Linked DNA regions of Mustela erminea: region 1 is linked to region 2. Evidence: chromatin contacts called from public Hi-C data. All regions are on one chromosome and are shown on one strand. Each heading gives the region's core, a stretch centred on a gene start, on an enhancer-like site or on the middle of the called end of the contact. The rest is flanking DNA. Distances are from core to core; before and after follow the strand shown.

Region 1 (6,078 bases), core at 1,173-3,672, 150 kb before region 2:
TAAGAAAGAAAGACTTTAAACTGGAATTCCAAAGGGCTACACTCTGGAAGTAATTTTAACTAGTAACTTTTAACTATTAATCCATGGAATAAGGTGGTCTACCCTTAATCCAAGGGACCCCCAATGAACCACACCTTCTTATATTTGTATTCATGGTCTCCTGTGGGTCCCTCCCATGTAGATGCTGAGCTTGTCATATGCCTTGTTCTGGTGACAGACACATTAACAAGCATGATGCAAGCAAAAGCTTGCATATTGAGGCTTGTCCTCTTGGACTGCTCTCTCTTGGAACCCTGAGATTATCATGCTGTGAGGAAGCCCAAATGAATCCTGAAGACAAGGCTTACAGAGAAAAACTAGGGAATCCAGCTAATAGCCAGAACAGAGGCCCAAGACATATGGCCCTAGATGAGCCAGGCCCAGCTATTTGAACCACCCCAGTTGAGACCCTAGGCATCACCAAGCAGAACTGAGCCACATGCACTATGCACTGTCTGAATTCCAAAGCCAGAGAATCCAGAATCATGGGCAAATAAGAACTGTTATTCTAAATCACTAAGTTTTGGGGTGGTTTGTACACAGCAATAAATAACTGAACTGCTACGAAAATAAAAATAATGTATAACTTACTGGTGGGAGAGAATAGAATTAAAAATATTTAATCCAAAAGAAGGCATGAAATCTAAGGACCATAGAACAGATTGAGACAAAGACCAAATAGTAAAAATGGTAGATTTAAACTTAGATACTTGCTTCTAGGTAACTCTATGTAGGGGTAGGCACAGACCAAGATACTGTCTTAATACAGCTGTTAAGCCTGAAAATTCTATCTTACCTATTAGTGTCTGAATTTTGTCCATATCATTACTATCTTAGTTGAATGGCCATGACTTGATGCAATTTGAAATAAGCCGCTGGGGAGGTACTACCCTTAATCTATTTTCTGCTGGTGTTTCACCCAATCTGGTTTTGAAGAGTTTAAGAAAGCTCGAAACCATTATCTCTACTACTGCTGCTGCTTAGCTACTATTTTTACAGGCTTTCATGTTTTGTAAGGGAATAGTTGGCTTTTTCAACCCAGAAACTCTCCGAATTATGGAATTCAGTCGGTTTAGATTTCAGGCCACCGGCAGAGAGCATCTCTTCGCAAGCAGTGTTCCCTTCTCCTTTTCTGCCAGCTACTGGGGGATATAGCCATAATTAACTTTTTTTTTTAAGATTTTATTTATTTATTTGACAGAGAGATCACAAGTAGGCAGAGAGGCAGGCAGAGAGAGAGAGAAAGAGGGAAGCAGGCTCCCGGCTGAGCAGAGAGCCCGATGCGGGACTCGATCCCAGGACCCTGAGATCATGACCTGAGCCGAAGGTAGCGGCTTAACCCACTGAGCCACCCAGGCACCCAGCCATAATTAACTTTGAGCAAAAGGGTCTTTCTCCTCCGATATAATAGTGATTATATGAATCTAACGTAGTGCCTCTACTTCCATCACTGAAATTCAATATAGGAAGGGCATTTTATAGTCCAGAAACTATAGCAAAGACTTTTATAGACCAAGACATTTTATAGTCCAGAAACTATAGCAAATTCACATGCAGTGTATATTTTAAACACGAATACATGGTGTTCTGCAAGTTCCATGAAAAGAGGCATGGCGTCCGAGTTAATCAGGGCTGTAGCCTAAACCTAGTTGCATGCCTGGCACGCAACAGACACTCGACAAACATTTGTTGAATGAATAAATTAGTCATTACGGTACTTAAAAGCTTTCTAGAACAGATTCGCGCTTCTACTGTCAAAGCCCCAAAGCCGAGTTTCCCTTCTGTCAGGCTACGTTCCCCCTGAAACTGGCGCGCTAGCGACCGCGGCGGACCGGCTGCCGACTCGGGTGCGCGGCGGGCCATCCGTCAGGCTTGGGGCGGGCGACCCCGTCTGGCCACAGCGGCTGTAGCAGCCGTTTGCCTCCTGTCGGGGTCCCGCGGCGTCAAGGGCAAGAGGCGTTTTGTGAGGAGGCAAATAAAGCCAACCGCACAGAAACGGCTCGTTCTGTCTCACATCCTCTCTCGGGTGCCCGGGTTTCCTCGGAACCCAGTGATCCTCCGTGTGTTTGCGGGCACGTAGAGTCTGCCCCACGCGGCCCACACTTCCCCTCCTCACAGCCGCGCGCTCCCCAACGCGCGCAGACCTGGACTCGCCGGTACCCAGCCGGCGCGCGGAAGGACACGCCCCCTCGCGGGAACACGCGGCCATCGCACGCACACTTCGCGCGCCTCCCTGCAAGCGAGCGCGCACGCGCACGTGGGGCGGGCCTCCTGAGCGGCACCCACTGAGCGCCGGGCCCTCTCACCCCACCCCTCTTCCCCCGCTGCTCAGGCTCCGCCTCCGCGACGGGACAGCCGAGAAGAGGCGACCGGAAGCCACTTTAAAGCAGAGCTCCCGGTGACAGGCGAGAGAGCTGGTTCGGCAGTGCGGTCGCGGCTTTCTGCACTCCCGGCGGCGGAATGGCCCGTGCGCTGCTCGTCGCGTCTCCGGCCTGCGACCCTTAGACGCCCAAGCCCGCTCTCCGCGCCAATCCTCCCGCGCGGACGCTACCAGCGAGCCGGCGGTGCGGCGGCGACTCGGCTCCTGCGGTCGCTTCTCTCAGGCTGCTCGATCAGGTGAAGGGCTCCGGGTGGGCTCTGAGGGGCGGGCGAGAGACCCTAGCTGGGATGGCGGGCGCGGACGGTGGCGCCGGCCTCGCAGCCTTTCGGGGGATCTAGGGTGATTGATATTTAGACTGTGCGTTTTCTTCCTGCCGAATTCATTCGGATCCAGTCAGTATCGGGATGGGATTGGCTTACACTTACTAATCACTTACGGCCTCGGGCAGGTGTATAAATCGGAGGGAGACACTGAAGGGTTTAGTCGCGGTCGCCGGCGTCTCCGGGTTCCCACTTGGTCTGGGTGGGCGCGGGGGGCGCGTCTATGCGGCCTCCCCCGCCGGGCGGACCCCGAGCGCTCTGAGGCGGAGGAGCAGTTCGCAGATCGAGGCGCCGGGCACGGCAGCTGAGGGGAGCCTTCCGGCAGACCCGCATTCCGGCTGCAGCCCAGAAGTTTGCAGGCTGTTTTCAGATCAACTTTGAAGGCGCAGAAGTGTTCGCCTGTTTCCTGGCCGCCACCCCGAGAGCCGCCGACCGCGTTTCCCCTTGCACCTCTCGGCTCCTTTCTGGAGCCTCCGAGACTGGCAGGACGATCCTGTCGGGAAGGTCGGTTGAGGAGGCGAGGAAGAAATTAACTGTGGAAGGCGCCGTGAGGGGCTTCTGGGATGGAGGGAAGCCTGGGCGGGGCGGGGGGCGCTCGTTGGGACCAGGCTGCAGCTAGGGTTCGGGGGGCGCTCCGGTGCCTGCCGAGGGCCATTGAGGGGGTGGGATGCTTCGGAACGCCGGGAATTGGCCGAGCCCGGCGGCGCCTCAGCTGCGGTGCGCTGAGCGGAGTTGGCCCGGCCCGGGGGGCGGAGCTGCGAAAACCGCCGCGGCCGGCAGGAGGCGTCTCTCGGACCCGGGCTCGGCGTCCCGGTGTCGCGTCGCGGCTGGTCGACGAGGAGTCCTGAGTTTGCAGATGGTGGTGTCCGCGCTCGGTGCCAGGGGCCGGGAGTCCCGGAGGACTGGGGACATCACGAGGCGAGGGGTGGAGCGGTAGGTCCCTGCAGCGGGGGACCGGAGGAAGTGTCCTTCCAGTCTTTATTTTTCTGTTATGCAAACTAATTGAGGAACTAGGTTCTAGTGACTTCCCCACTCCAGCCACTCCTCAGTTCTCTGCTTTCTTTCAGAGCCTGGCGGAGGGCAATAACAAGAAAAGTTATAGTCTGTGTGTATGTGTGTGTGTGTATATACACCTCCAGTGTCTCTTTTCCCTTGATTGGAGGTGAGAGGAATGTCGTGTGTGTGTGAGTGTGTGACCGCGCGCGTGCGCGCATAGACACGCGAGGGAAGACACAAGCGGATTTAGTGTGGTGGAGAGGGAATACCACAATCTGTGCCAATTGTGCCTTGAGGCAAGATCACCAAGTGATGAATAATAACGCCTGGCTTGGCTGCTTTCCAGTTGATTTATGTCTTATGTCAAGTCCCTCCTTGTGAAGCTTTCCCTAACAATGCCAGCTCACACTGAACTCTTTCCGCCTTTTTCTTTTGTACTTACCGTGTGCACTAACACCTGGTTATATACAGTTGAGCATTGAAGAACAGGGATTTGAACTTTCCGGGGTCGCCTATATGCGGAATTTGTACAGTACTATGAACATGTTTTCTCTTTCCTGCGATATTCTCAATAACATTTTCTTTTCTTTAGCTTACTTTGTTTAAGAATACAGTATATAATACATATAACACAGAACGTGTTAATCAGCTTGTTAATTCTGGTCGGCAGTAGGCTATTAGTAGTTAAGTTTTTCGAGAGGCAAGAAGTTAAAAGCGGATTTTTCCAGGGGTGAGTTCCCTGAACTGTCCCCACTCTGGCCTAGTTCAGGGGTTAACTGTACTGTGTTTTTGTTTATTTCTGAGTTTGTTCATTATGAATGTTCTATACATAGATTCATGAACCTCTCCAATGAGATCTTTAATACTTGTTATTCTGGGTAGTCAGTTTTATCATTCTGTTGTTGACCTATAAAGGCTAACAGAACTACTCATTTAACAGGTGCATTTTCTTCAGTGATTCGGTTAAAAAATATTATAGAGCACCCACCGTGTGCATTGTACTCACATGGTACTGATCACTTGGGAGGAGTATTTGATGAAGTCATGGGCCCTAACATCAATGATCTCTTATTCTTTTGGTCAGTTGGCCAAGAGAGAAGATTAATTGCTCATCACCAGCTCTTCCATCTCATACAATGCTTAGTAAATATTTTCAGAATTGGTTAATGAATGTTAGACTGTGGAGAGAACTGTCATTTTACAAAGTTTTCTTTGCTTTTTACTTTAGGTTTTAGTTTTCTGATTCTTTGAAAACAGCACTTTTTTTGGTCTCAGGAGTTCATTGAAACACATTTGGTGTGTGTTTTTTATTCTTGTATTATTTTTCTATAACATGCCTTCATTTGTTTTAATAGATAAAATCATATATGTAACTTTTCTGAAGACAAGGATATGGAGGCCCTTTCTAAATTATGAAGTTGTGTTTTGGTTTCTAAGACAGCGTGTAGTGTTTACTGCTGATATAGCTTCTGTTGCTAAACAATCAACTGGTATTCTTCCTCCAATAGTGGTAATGTTTTGGGGATTGTAAAAGTAGACCCTTAACATCCTTGGGGAATATATTGAAATTTAGAAACACTTCAACATGCTCCTGGCTTTCTCCTATATAACATTTCAATTGAGAGCCCCTGTTTCTTGACTATATCCTCATGCTTTTAAATTCACTCACTATTTAACTTCGAAGTTTATCCTTCATTTGGTGAACTTTTTTTTTAAAAAAAAAAAAAACAAAGAAACAGGTTTTGTCACCTCCTGGGATTGGTGATAAAGAAACAACTGTGAAGAGAACCACAAAGCAGATATGTGGTTTCCCTGTTGTCATCTGTTAGCCACACTTATTTTTACCCCTCACCCCCCACCACACTCTAGACTTACAGTAAAAATTCATACCCCAGCAGAATTACCAATTGTATATTGTCCGCAAATAAATGTCAAGAGCCTGTTGGAAGGTTTACCTTTACCTGCTCTGGGCTTTTGAATAGCCTTAGCTTCTTTGGAGCCTTAATTTCTCAATAAAATTTAAAATTAACTCATAAAGATGAAATATGGTATAAGACAAGTGACCTCACGGACTTAGTCACAGACTGAAACAAAACATTTTGATGAATGAATGGGAACCAGTTGTTGTCAGCTTGTAAATGATCATCTTCTTTTCTTTCCTGGTAGGATTTTTAGACTCTGAGGAAGAATTGGAGCTAATCCACACCATGGAAATGGAAACCACCGAACCTGAGCCAGACTGTGTAGTGCAGCCTCCCTCTCCTCCTGATGATTTTTCATGCCAAATGAGACTGTCTGAGAAGATCACTCCATTGAAGACTTGTTTTAAGAAAAAGGAGCAAA
Region 2 (6,055 bases), core at 1,859-4,358:
GGCCTCTTTTTTGAAAACTGGAAGCTGTATCAGAAAAGTTATGAAAAAAAGTAAGTCTAAGACAAAGTCAAGTTTCCAGAATTCAATACTTTTTGAGTATTTACATGTGTTACTGATGCCTCCTGGGTACTGACTGCCCAACAGAGTCAACTAACACAGTACATGAGACCCAGGTGCTTCTGCTTATACTTTTCACTCCAAGTACACTTCAGTGGTCACATGTTGGACCTTGCCCTTGACCTTGCCCTTGGCCATTTCCATCATTTGGGTAAAAGTAAACAATAAGAAGGATATGACTGAGTTATGTTTGGAAGGATTCTCAATAAATGAGACATTGTGTATGAAGTGACTGGCAAACAGAAAGAGCCCAATAAATGTTAGTTTTTTAAAAATTCTGCAATTGCATTGGATAGATCCCAGAATTAGCAGTGAAATCCATGGTTGCTTCCCACCTGGGAGGCCTGTATTGCAACTGTTTCATTCAAACTTTGGAGGTATTAGTATGTGTGTTCTGGTTCACAAGATAAAAATAAAGCTGGGCTAACTATAATTTTGCCATGCTCCTTTTGGTACAGTTCTGAACTCACTTTGAAATTAGCAATCTTGGGGAGACTTCCTGATATTTTCATCAGACTTTCCAACGAAGTACCTATTCTTCCATATGCTTTTTATGGAGGGAGGGAAGGGGGTTATACTATTACCAAAACGAATGGGATGAATGACAGTGCCTTGATGGATCAATATCTTAGGTAAATTCATGATAGAAACAAAAGCACAGACAGTGTTCTCATAAATATTACTACTACAACACAAAGGTCTACAGACATTGTGGAAAGCTTTTAGTCACTTTAGACTAAACTTTAGGCTCTTTAGACTCTTCTTCCAAAACCAGGGACTATATTTTTTTCTCTCAGGGGTCATTGACCCACAGGGGAAAACAAATAATAAAGGGTCTTATAGAAGTTGAAAAGGAACTTAATTATCAATGGATTACTTTATAAAGTCACAGTAAAAAGTGAAACTTAGATGATTTAAAATTTAAGAACAGAATAACACAAAACTTTCAGTATGTTTAATGATAGGAACATTTTAAATTCTACTTCAATTCCAGTATAGCCAATAATGGGGTGAAGAAAAGTAGTGGACAAACCGAAAAAAGGAAAGAAATTCAGAGGGAGAGAAGGAGAGATTGAGATCAACAGAGAACCAAGAATAAACACACAAGACCCTGTGGGCAGGCTTACTGGATTTCTTTTTTTAAAAAGTAACAAATTTCATAACTCTTCATCTGTGCTGTGGTCTTCAGGGATAACGCCTTTCACTGCTATTTTTTAACAAACGCTATTCTTCACAATTTATTAACTCTCTTTATCCTTGAAATTCTTACTGGGCCTACTGCTCCCTGTTCAGAACTTTCTCTGATGATGACAATGTTCTAAATATGGGTAGCCTGATGCTGTGGCAATATATGACTACTGAACACTCGTACTGTGGCTAGTGCAATAAAGGAATTTTTAAATTTCATTTTGATTAGTCAGACGTGGCTATCTAATTGGACAGTGTAGGTCTAAGGGACGTTTGTGGTGCGGATGCTTATGGTGGGAGGAAAACTGGTCTCAAGGCTATGTAGAGATGACTAAGGACAGATGAAATTAAATCACAGAACAAATTACAGCCTTTCAGCTCTATCTTCTTCCACCCTTAAGGTGTTTCCTTTCCTTTCCTTATCATATACACGAAGTACTCAATAAATACTATTGCCTCAGAAAAGTCACCTTGCTTTAGGTGTACAGTTTCTGTTCCAGATAAAGCACTCAGTGGACCTAGATGAACTCCTTTTTTTATGCCTCATGTCTAAACCCCATTACTGAGAACAATCCTACCTTCATTGTCCCTCAAAGAAACATGCTGAACATAAACAGCTTTTGAAAGTCCTTTGCACTTCTCATAAGCATGTCCTACCTGATCACTTTGTTGGCTGTCCTCTACTCCCCTTAACCTCTTCAGTCCTCTTGTTGCTTACCTTTTCCAAATGGAGAAAAACGCTCTTTGAGGGGGTGGAATCTCAAAGTCGTTGGTAGGCGTTGGGGCAAAAATATCCGCCAGGTTAAGTGTACAGGGTATATCTACCTCTAAGACTTTGGGGAACAAGGCTTTTAGGAGTGTTCACTACTACATGCTGTCATTTTCATTAATAAACAGCTCTCACCAGCAGTTTGACTACCGTTTCAGCACTGCTCTGCATGGTTTGGTCACCTCTAAATCTATAGGTTTTAACTAGTTTTCTCTTTCTTAAACCTTACTTCATCCGAAAGTAACAAGTCTCTTTCCATGCTAGTGAGCCACATCCGATTTTTCTTGTAAGAGCTACATTTTCGACCTCATATACCTGGGAAAGGTGAGATTGGGACTATTTAAGAGTCACTTGAAAATCACACCAGTAGCTGCCCCTACCTGGGTTAGTCACAGAATCACCCCATTCCGGTATGCAGTGCTTGTCTCTTAGTAGTAGGTCATTAATAAACACTTGCTTTATGAAGGAAGAGTCACGTGTAAAGCTACGCAGCCTCCTGTAAATAACTTGTGTACGAGGGCAGTCTCAGGGTACCTTCTGAATGAGCCTTACTACATCCCGAGTAGTTTGGGCTATGAAAATTCTAACGCCTTCCCAATTGCCCTCGTGGCAATGCCAATGACCAGAGCTTCCCTTTATACTCATGACCTCTTCAACAGGCTTTTCTCTTCTTGGCGCTCAGTATTATAATGGCCCACTGCTGTGCCCGCTTTGCGGGCTCTAGAGCCAGGGATCAGAGGTACAGGGACCTAGGCCACCACTGCAGGCTGAGTCTCTCTCCAACCCACTTGAACCTAGGGACATTTCTCTTCTCAGCAGCTTCTACTAGGACTCCAGCCTGGCCTCCCCCACGTTCGTCTTCGCGCCCCTTCCTTCCCTCACAAAACACTCGGTATCAGACAAGCCCCCCCCTCCCCGCCCCCCGCCCCCTCACTCCCCGCAAACCCCGTCGAGAGCTTTCCGGCTTCCGCCGGGCGCGTGGGGCCCGAGGCGTGGCAAGGGAGCCCCGCTCTGCGTTGGCGAACGGCGTGGGCCGTGACGTCACTGCGCCCTGACGTCGAGCCGACGCGTAGCTTTGGTCTCCGGGGAGACCGCGAAAGCCGTTCGCACTCCGAGTGGAGGTCTAGGTGAGACAATGAATGACTTCCTTGAGTGCCCCCCGGCCTACCCAGTCCTCGGGACGCAGTTCCGGAGCGGAGGCGTGCTGACACCGGGGGAGAGAGCCGGAAGGCTGAGCCGCGGCGCCGGGGCAAGGGAATGTGGCCCCGAGCGTCGCCCCCGCACCCCTTTGCGGCCCCTGCACAGCTTCCGCGAGCTCGCTTGGCCCCGGCGTCCTCTAACGAGAGCGCAGCTCGTCCTCCGCCCTGCACCCTCCTCCTTCCTCTTGCCACAGCAGGTCCCGAGGGTACGGGGTTAGAAGGGGACGGGTTTCAAAATCCAGCAGTCTTAGCTGGCCTTGCAGTTGGTTTCTATTTGGAAAATCCCGCCGCTTCAGGAATGTCTTAGAACGTGAACTTCGTTTCACCTGACCGTGACCTGCTCGTTTGCGGGTGATTCACACCAGGGGAAGGGTGTGTTTACGGAAGGGCCCGAAAGCTGAACGTGACTTAATGGCCCAACGTGACACTGCTGTGAGGAAGGGAATCGGAAGTGAACAATCCAGGACGTTCCTGTGTTTTCGACATCTTCCTTGTGATCCTGTTAAAGAGCAGGTTCACAAATACTTAGTGGTTGCTGCCAGTTTCACCGCACCTCTTGCTCAAGGGCAGCCTTCATGTATGTAATGTGAAAGAATAAAAGAAACTGACTTCATAAAACATGCAAAATAATGTGCGAGTGAAGTAATAATTTAAAAAATTGCCGTGTTGCCAAAGGGGAAAGAGACTTTCCCCTTCCCTTTCTTGAGAAACTTTGTATTTGTGAATGTTTCCACCGTTCCTTTAATACCTATGCGATTTTTAAAAAGACTCAATTTTTCTTGAGGACTTGAGAAAAATTTCTTTAAAATGTAAACATCAAGGAAGCTATCTGTCACCTTGGAAATTTCGCCTAGGCTCCTTACATTAGTACCAAGGGCTCTGTCCTAGAGATTTGTATTCCTTAGAACAGTCGCAATTAACTAGCGCAGATAGCTTCTTCAGTTACTAGGTCAATTGAAAACAAACTATGAAATTGTATAACAGACTGTATTGAGAATGAGTTACCGTTTCTCTTGAGAAGATGTATGTAATGGATTGTATCTACACAGTTATATAAAAAAAAGTGGAGTTACTTTCTGTCTTTGTAGTCTCATTAGCAGATTGGCTCTGATGTGCGTCACAATCTAGTTAAATGCTTATTCAGTAATAAGACTGTTTTCTTTCTGCATTGTGGAGAGATTTTTCGGGTTGGCAGTATTTAATTCTTCAGTAATCAGAACCTGCCAAATTTCCCCACTTGCTATAATAAGGCTACAAAATTGGAATAGTTGTAGAGATGAAGAGGATACTAAACAAAAACTGTTCCACTGGTCCCTTGTTTATACTGTCACTAGATCCATACTTTCAAATAATTTTATGGGTGGAATTTAAAAAGGAGATTTCGTTGGTAATTTTAGGAAAAATTCTACTCCTACCAGAGTTTAATTAAGGTGATGCCATCTTATTTTACTGATGGTGAGTCCATTGTAAAATGACAGAAGAGAGAATAATGAGCCTTCTGTGAATAATGAGCTCTTGCCACATCAGAGACAGTCTGCTGAACATCAGATTATTATGTACTTGGCTATGTGGGCCTATGTTAGCTATGTCAGTTAACTTTACCCTCATAGTTAACTCCAGTTAACTTTACCACACACACACATTATCTTTCTATGGGAAGAGAGTCCATTAGTTATTTGTTTTTAAAAAGCATCTCATTAAAACAGCAGGCTTTGTGTTAACACAGGGGATGAGGAATTTTCTTTCCAACAATGGTTGCATGATTAAAAAAAAATACTGCTACTACAGAAATTTTTGTCAACTACAATTTCCCTAACACTCTGTAGTGGCTGAGGTTGCTGTCTCTGATAGAGTACTCTGCCTCCAGTCTATCTTTGTGTCAAAATCATGCTCTGATCAAAAGCAGATGGCTTCAGGAAGCCTTCCATAGTTTCCAATTCCCACCCGAAAGATAAGACAGGTTTCTTTTCTGAACTCCTAGGTTGTTCCTTCTCTACCACTCCTGGCCCTCAGACTTTCTTCCTTGCTATGGAATTGTGCCTGTTCATACTCCGCTGCCCTCTTTCTACTCGTCACTCCTCAGATGTATATATAAACATTTCTTACGAAACTGGACTGTGTATTCTCTCTCCATAGTTGGGAAAGATTAAAAAAAAAAAAAAAACCCGAAAGTACTTCCTTCAGTCACCTTGTGCAGTTATAACAAAGTAGTGATAGAATTTTATGTTGAGGGTGCCTGGGTGGCTCAGTGGGTTAAGCCCCTGCCTTCGGCTCAGGTCGTGATCTCAGGGTCCTGGGATCGAGTCCTGCATCGGGCTCTCTGCTCAGCAGGGAGCCTGCTTCCTCCTCTCTCTCTCTGCCTGCCTCTCTGCCTACTTGTAATCTCTCTCTGTCAAATAAATAAATAAATCTTTAAAAAAAAAAGAATTTTATGTTGAGTTCTTTTATTAGAAAATGAAAATCTGGGGCACCTGGGTGTCTCAGCGGGTTAACCCTCTGCCTTCGGCTCAGGCCAAGGTCTCAGGGTCCTGGGAGCTTGGGGCTCTCTGGTCGACGGGGAGCCTGCTTCCCACTCCTGCTCTCTGCCTGCCTCTCTGCCTGCCTCTCTGCCTGCCTCTCTGCCTACTTGTGATCTCTGTCTGTCAAATAAATAAATAAAATGTTTTAAAAAAGAAAATGAAAATCTATTAAAGTAAAATATCTGAACAAAATTATGTAAATGTTCATCTTAAAATGAACACTTCTCATGCTTTGATGCACTGATCTTCCATGTCTGCGGATG

The links. A called contact is a pair of places that touch in the nucleus more often than the background predicts.
Region 1: a Hi-C map of skeletal muscle shows a contact between it and region 2, with 5 times the contacts expected there. The contact joins the promoter of TIPARP here to the promoter of LEKR1 in region 2. A contact is called at or near these places in 3 of 3 Hi-C or Micro-C datasets (fibroblasts, skeletal muscle and spleen).

What each region holds. Positions count from the first base shown.
Region 1 is chr1:138,819,494-138,825,571 of mMusErm1.Pri, reverse strand. It overlaps TIPARP (protein mono-ADP-ribosyltransferase TIPARP), which reads left to right and starts at 2,422. Exons shown (of 6, transcript XM_032343991.1): 1 at 2,422-2,655; 2 at 5,902-6,078. The coding sequence starts at 5,943.
Region 2 is chr1:138,669,393-138,675,447 of mMusErm1.Pri, reverse strand. It overlaps LEKR1 (leucine-, glutamate- and lysine-rich protein 1), which reads left to right and starts at 3,108. Exons shown (of 13, transcript XM_032343951.1): 1 at 3,108-3,201. It overlaps LOC116591208 (a long non-coding RNA gene), which reads right to left and starts at 3,036. Exons shown (of 3, transcript XR_004285870.1): 1 at 2,455-3,036; 2 at 1-24.